2 separate regions of the Ovis aries genome follow, and region 2 is linked to region 1. The links are chromatin contacts, called in public Hi-C maps. All regions are on one chromosome and are shown on one strand. Each heading gives the region's core, a stretch centred on a gene start, on an enhancer-like site or on the middle of the called end of the contact. The rest is flanking DNA. Distances are from core to core; before and after follow the strand shown.

Region 1 (3,480 bases), core at 285-2,784:
TTTAGTGATAGATTTTCAAGGACAGGCTTTCTGAAAAAGGTAAGTTTGAGGAAAAAGTTCTAAAGACGAACCACAAGACTAAGAAGTAATTTTCAAGAACAGTATGTAATATGGCTTAGTATTGAACTGAATAATAAAAAACACAATATTTTCTTCCTCAGAAATAATATACTTTCTAAATGCTTGTCTTCCTTTGTATATTTTCTGATATAATTTCTTTTAATATATTCTTAAAAAAATCATGACTGAGTTCTCAATCTAATTTCTCTTCCTTTGAAAGAATAAAAATAAATTCCTTTTTTTCAATATGCTTCTAGTACTCCAAAACAAAGTAATCATTGAAAGCAAACCTCTTTACTAACAGTGTTTAGGAACTTAATTGTGCCTTTGTTACCTTAAGACAAACAGACCACAGAGTTGGCCAGCAACGGGCATGTGAGGCACATTCTGTTTTTTGACCTTGGTAGTAGTTATACTGTTCACTTTATGATTATTCGTTTAAAAGTACATATATGTTTGTGCACTTTTACCAAGAGAATAAATAGCATGCATTTTTAAACATCTTCCTTATAGAAACTTCCCTAAGTAAAAAAACTAAACAAAGCTCTCATTTAAATGTATTCATTCTACTGTCCTCTTAAATACTTTAAGAGCCAGAGATGGAAAAAGAGCAAAACTGAATGAAATACTTGAGTCACTCTTATTTACATCTTTCAAGAAAACTCTCAATGTAGCTAGCTAGATTTAAAACATTCTCAGGTAAAGTACTATTAAATATTAATATAGTAAAATACTGCCAATTCCCTCTTTCTCTAAATTTAAATATTCTTATATATAAAATGGAAATACATGTGCTTTTTACTTGGTTTATATGCTCTAGGATTTTTAAGTATCTAAAGAAATGGCACTTTTGTCCTTTGCTTTTAGACCTACAGTACATTCTGCTGCTGCTGCTGCTGCTGTTAAGGCACTTCAGTCGTGTCCAACTCTGTGTGACCCCATAGATGGCAGCCCACCAGGTTCCTCTGTCCCTGGGATTCTCCAGGCAAGAACACTGGAGTGGGTTACCATTTCTTTCTCCAATGCATGCATGCGTGCTAAGTCGCTTCCATCGTGTCCAACTCTGTGCGATCCCATGGACAGCAGCCCACCAGGCTTCTCTGTCCACAAGACTCTCCAGGCAAGAATACTGGAGTGGGTGGCCATTTCCTTCTCCAGCACTTTCTGTTCCTTCCCAAATATATTACTGTGTCTTTATTTGTACTGTGGAGAGTACAAGCTAGGGCTCTAATGTCTCCTCTTCACCTTGCATTTAGAAGCTATGCTTTTAAACAGTTACTACTGCACCCCTATTCAATCTGCTGAAAGCATAGTCTTGGAATACTGATTCAACTGCATAAGGGCATTTAATGGGTCCCCCAAACAAGACTGCCACTAAGACCACTTCTCCCTCCAGAAGCTGGCAGTCAATGACCATCCTACTTCTAGCTAGTGAGGGAGCAGTTATTTCCTGGCAGAATGTTTTTAGGTCAGCACGATTTCTCCATTTACAAGCTTATCAGTGTGTTACAGATAACCAAATCACATCTTTGCTCCTATCTCTTAGATGAGAAATGGAAACTCTGACAGGACACTATCCTATTAATGAGGCCAAGGTCGTCTTCACTCGCATGTACATCTTCCTTTCAGAGCCATCTGTCAGTCTTCCATAAAAAACTACCATTACTAAATACATTGTTTTTCTTGTTTGAAAAACACAAGGGAATGATTCTCTAGTTGTCAGTTCTTTCAAAGTCCTTCTTAGAATAGTAAAATTCTTATTTTGACTAGGAATAATCAGATACTAGTCTATAATAGCTGCAAGAATTCTCAAAAGAGCTATACAAAAGAAAAACATAGCTTCTACCTCCAAAAGTCATTGGAGATCTTTTTTTTTTTCTTTCTTATTAAGGCATCCAGAACACATATTGCACTGAGTCAAAAGGACCAATTCTCTTCATGGAGTAGAATAGCAATTGGCTGTTACTCATTAAATTCTTACAGCAATGAGCAATGACTCGCATTCTCGTTTTGTTTCTCTTTGAATAGCAGATGAAGTTGATTTTTTTCCAAGGCTGCTTCCCATCACCAGCATTCCTGATCCTTGACCTGTGTAGCTGTTAATATGCTGCACACATATACTTGGGCTCCTTAACAACCAATGCTGTTAACCTTTCTGTTTACTCCAAGTCAGTTCCTATCTTGTTAGTGAAAGTGATTTTTTTTTCCCTTTCTGAACATAATAATTTTATCTGGTACAAAAACTACATATATAATCCATCGGTTTTTTAAATCTCGATTGTTTTTTTTTGCAAGGGATTCAGGGGCCATGGGTTTTCATATTCTAATTGAGAAAGACTTGTAATTCCAAAAAAGTGCACTGCTACAGCTACTTTATAAATATAGCTATTGCCTCTTATATGTCTGGGGAGCAGTGTTGGATGCTACATTTTATCTTTATTCTCAAAGAAAAGTTAATTCCTTTGATTAAATATAAATGAAAGATTATATTTTCTGGAACTAATGATTAAAAAGTAACGTGTTGTATATTCTATCAAAAGATATTTTGTTACAACTACCTGTGTTCAAAGGACCTGTGTTCAAAGGTACTTCTCTTCCTCCATCTCATAATCTGCTACCATCATTTTATACTGTAATTACCTATTAATCTGCTATATCTCTCAGAGATAGGAAGCTCCTGGAAGGTAGGGACTGTATCATGACTGTTTTATCTGCAGAGCACATGGTCTGACAGATAGCACACAGTCAATAGTTCTGTTGGTCTTAGTATTACATTCACCTCAAAAGCCTAATTGTTAATTAGCCAGTTTTAGACTAACTGGCATACCCACTGCCCCAACATTTATGTCGTCAGATATTATCACATTTCAAACAGAGAGGCCCAATTTCAAGTATCTACTGATCTCTGCCTAAACACTGAGCATCTTTATAAAGAAGGTAGAAAAGCTAATTTGTGAGTTTTAAATATTTTTTTCTGATTTAAACTCTGCTACTATCTAGCAGCAACCTTTGGCAAGTCACTTTAACCATATTGGATCTTGCACCCTTAGAGAGTAAAATGAGGAACTGGATTAAATAGTTTGCAAGAACCTCATTGGGCCCAGTTGTAAAATCCCAATTAGGCATTACACAGTAAGGGTACAACTATTACAGCAAGCTTTGTCAACACTAGAGGGAGCTATGTCCATGTTATCATTGGGGTGGGTTAGAAAGATTCCCAAGTCAAGCATCTTTAAATGGTAAACTGACTTTCCAGAATGAGAGAAGTTAAATACCAAACAAGAGACCCATACTGTTCATACAGTCACTTCTCAGGCTACCTGTGATTACCTTCTTACAGATGTTAAAGTACCTCACCCTCAACTTGCATCAATATACCTTTTGGGCTTAATTGTAATTTCAAAGGAACTAAGTTAGCTT
Region 2 (3,286 bases), core at 490-2,989, 170 kb after region 1:
GCTGTTGGAAGTAACAGGAAGCCTGGGCTCTGTGCCTGGTGAAACATCCCTCCGTGAGGGTCAGGGGTGGGGTAGGGGGTAGAGGGCAGGGATAGGGCGATGGTGTGAATGCCACAGCATAGGCTTCCAAGTTTGCCAACCTCTCTCCCAACTCCCCTGTCCCCCGTCCTGTACGACTGGCCTCACAAGGCTGCCTCCCTGAGGGTAGGGCCCAGCAGCAACAAAGGCTCAGACATGCTTGGTGAATCCCTGAGTGAACGGGACAGCCAGGATTCTGGCGGTGTAGGGGCTCTTGTTCATTTATTCCCGGTGAAGGTCTTTCTCTGCCCAAGGCCCCTGGTCTGACAGGGTGAGCTGACAGCTATAGACCGGGGACCTGGTGCATGCACTGTTCCCTCCTGTACCTTCCGAGGGCTCTGCCCGCCTGTCCCCTGCAGCCAGAGTGCCTGCCCACCCGAAGCCCTGCCCACGCCCACCTCCTTCACAGATGCCGCTCTTTACTGTGAGCTGCTCACCCCGCCACGCTCCCAGCTTTGTTGTCAGTCTGCTTACTGGGGTCTGCTGAATGCTGGGCTCACCCACCTGGCCGGAAGTTCTTCCAGGGCAGCCCCAGTCTTAGTCACCTTTGTGGTTTCGTGTCTGGAGTGGGATTTGACTCCAGTTGGTGCTTGGTGAATCTTCCTCGACTGACGACAGATAACACAGAGACCTTTCTGTGTACCTTTTTTTTTTTTTTTAGTATGTATGGGATAACTTTTACTCCTCGCAGTAACCCACTGAGGTAGGTGGCTTTATTATCTGCATTTTGAAGATGAGGCCACTGAGACAGAGGGAGGTTAAGTGACATGCCCAAGGCCACCCAACCAGTACATGCAGCTGGGCTGTGGGGTCCACACCGACACCTGATGGATCTGCTGTCCTGCCTCTGGAGTGTGGGGCCAGCTCAGGGAAGCTGCCCGCACAGCAGGTGGACACCTTTGTCGTTGCTGGGAGAGAGTAGGTGTGCACAGCTCGAGGGCAGCCTGTCCCCAGCCCTAGACCCTCAGATTAAGTCTCATTTCCCTTAGCGTGGCCTTTCCCCGTTCCCACCCTTCTGAACTCAGGGCTCCTGCCGCTCTACTTGGTGGGAGTGGGTCTGACCCTTCAAGGACTGATTGTTTTGCTACATAAACCCCAAATACACGCACAGCTTCACAGACTCTTGGGGGACGAACTTCCCTGCCTCAGGGTCTCAGTTTCCTGCTCTGGGAAATGGGCTGACTGGCTCAGACCACATGGTGTGACATTTGGTAAAGACTCTGAGCTCACATTGTGTCAACAGTCTAGTCATCCAAATCTGTGCACCTCTCAACAGCCAGGTGACTCTGCCCAGGAACTCCGGGTGGGGATGAGGCTATAGTCAGGCTGGGGTGTGTGCTCCTTGCCCCTTGGGGCAAGTCTAGAACGGGGAGATAAGCCGGCTGATCCCGGGAGCTTGCACGGACTCGGGGCCCTGTTGTGCCACCTGACAGTGGGTGGGGACACTTGTCAAAGGCTCTTCTTTGTAGCAAACAGTCAGACAGAGTCTGTCCCGCCCCTTTTGGCTCACAGAACTGCACACTGAGGGCAGAGGGACTTGAGGGGGGTTGAATGGGGGCGGTTGGCAACGCCCCTGCCAACCACAGCCAACAAGTGGTGGCTCGCAGACCGGGCGCGGGCCGGTGACCCAGGTGGGGGCAGCCAATGAGCACCCGGGCTGCCGTGGCACCACCGGGCAGCCTGCCTGTCTTTGGCTGGAGCTGCGGCAGGAGGGGCCTCAGGCCACCAGTCAGGGCTGCGGGCCCTGTCTCTGGGAGGCCCCGGGCAGATCTGCCGCTCCATTCACGGAGGCTGCCACATTTTTAACTTTTCCATGGGGGAGGAGGGTGGGCTGTGGGGGCGGTGTGGCAGGGATGGCTGGGAAGACTGTGCACCCAGAGATGGAAAGAAACTCCGAGAACTTTTCTCTTGTTCTGGATCCAGGGTGGGCTGGAGCTCCAGGCTGGGGAGAAGGGAGGTTCTGAATCTGCTGTGTTCACCATAGGCCTGATAGTCAGAGGGGTAAGACTAAGGGGAGGCCCGGGTTGCGCACCCTGGATTAGTGCCAGGGACCCCCCTGGGTCCTGGCTTAACTGAGCTGCTTACCCTTCGTTGCGATGGAAATCAGCCCTGGAACACTTGTGACTGAAGTGGCTGTCAGCTGGGGTGAGGGGACGTTCTGACTAGCCACCAAACTCCTCGTGGTCTTGGCAGGACAGTGTCAGCAGCAACAGGTGCTTGTACCCCCCTTCTACCCTCCGAGCTTGGGCCCCTTGCTCAACACAGACCCACCAATCACATAATAAACATGTATTTATAGATATACAATTTCAGAATTCTAATTCAAGAAATACAGCTTCTCAGGGGATCCATCAGGATCTATGTTCTTATTGCACATGGCTCAGCCCGTCTAGGGACATCTACCAAGACCAGAGGGTTGGGGTGGTCGGGGCAGAGCACCGGGGCCACCGCAGGCAGGGTGCTCTCATCCGCATCCAGTTCTGAGCATCTCTCTGGGCTGGGGCGGCCACTTCATCACAGGGCAGGACCTTGTTTAAAAACCATATTTGACATCTCTTAACCAAGCTTCCTTCCCCAGCAAGAATCCTACTTGTTGGGAGACTTTTAAAAAGAGAGCCAAGAGAAGCTCTGGGAGGGTGGTGACCCCCCTCCTGGCTGGCAGCTTGGTTTGGGGTAGTAAGGCTTCGGAGGATGGCAGGCTCAATTGACACACCCACCACAAGAGGAAAATTTGGGGAAAACGGTAATTCCAAAAGGCCCAGTATAAACTGTGGGAATAAATAAAACCTCCCTCCCTTCCCCTGGCAGCAAGTGCTGTTTTGAGAAAAATCCTCATTTGAAGGTGACGATAAGAAAACCTTCTGGTTCATCCTTTGTCCAAAGTGCAAGAGAAGGCCGGGTGGCATCATGTCCTTGGAGAGTAGACAGAGGTGCCCACAGTCATGGACTTTCTTCAGGATTTGGCTGCTGCCCCAGGGTCCTGGGTGCCACCTGGTTGACTCTTGGAAAAAAAGCCTTCTGAAGCCTTGGTCCATGACTTAGGAAAAACCAGTAGCAACAATGGGGCTGTGCCTGGGGGCACCTATAAGGCAAAACTCACGTAGGGACTAAGCGGGGAGGTGGTCAGCCAGAACCTGATTCCCCTCTCCAATCCTGCTGTTCTCGGTGGTAGGGGGAAGGGGGCTCCTGGACGCCAGGACTAAGTGCC

What was found. Hi-C and Micro-C count contacts between places; a contact is called where the count stands out from the background.
Region 2: a contact with region 1 is called in a Hi-C map of mixed tissues, with 6 times the contacts expected there. The contact joins two enhancer-like sites. A contact is called at or near these places in 12 of 16 Hi-C or Micro-C datasets (blood, hypothalamus, liver and 6 more).

The regions. Positions count from the first base shown.
Region 1 is chr25:27,430,872-27,434,351 of ARS-UI_Ramb_v3.0, forward strand. The region is part of intron 9 of ASCC1 (activating signal cointegrator 1 complex subunit 1); the gene reads right to left. Among named protein-coding and RNA genes, the nearest start is that of SPOCK2, 33 kb to the left of the region's middle. Within about 2 kb of position 1,535, at least 3 of the 54 cell types and tissues checked have an H3K27ac peak or open chromatin away from gene starts, as enhancers often do.
Region 2 is chr25:27,598,627-27,601,912 of ARS-UI_Ramb_v3.0, forward strand. DNAJB12 (DnaJ heat shock protein family (Hsp40) member B12) reads right to left here. Exons shown (of 9, transcript XM_042241167.1): 9 at 2,353-3,286. Among named protein-coding and RNA genes, the nearest start is that of DNAJB12, 19 kb to the right of the region's middle. Within about 2 kb of position 1,740, at least 48 of the 54 cell types and tissues checked have an H3K27ac peak or open chromatin away from gene starts, as enhancers often do.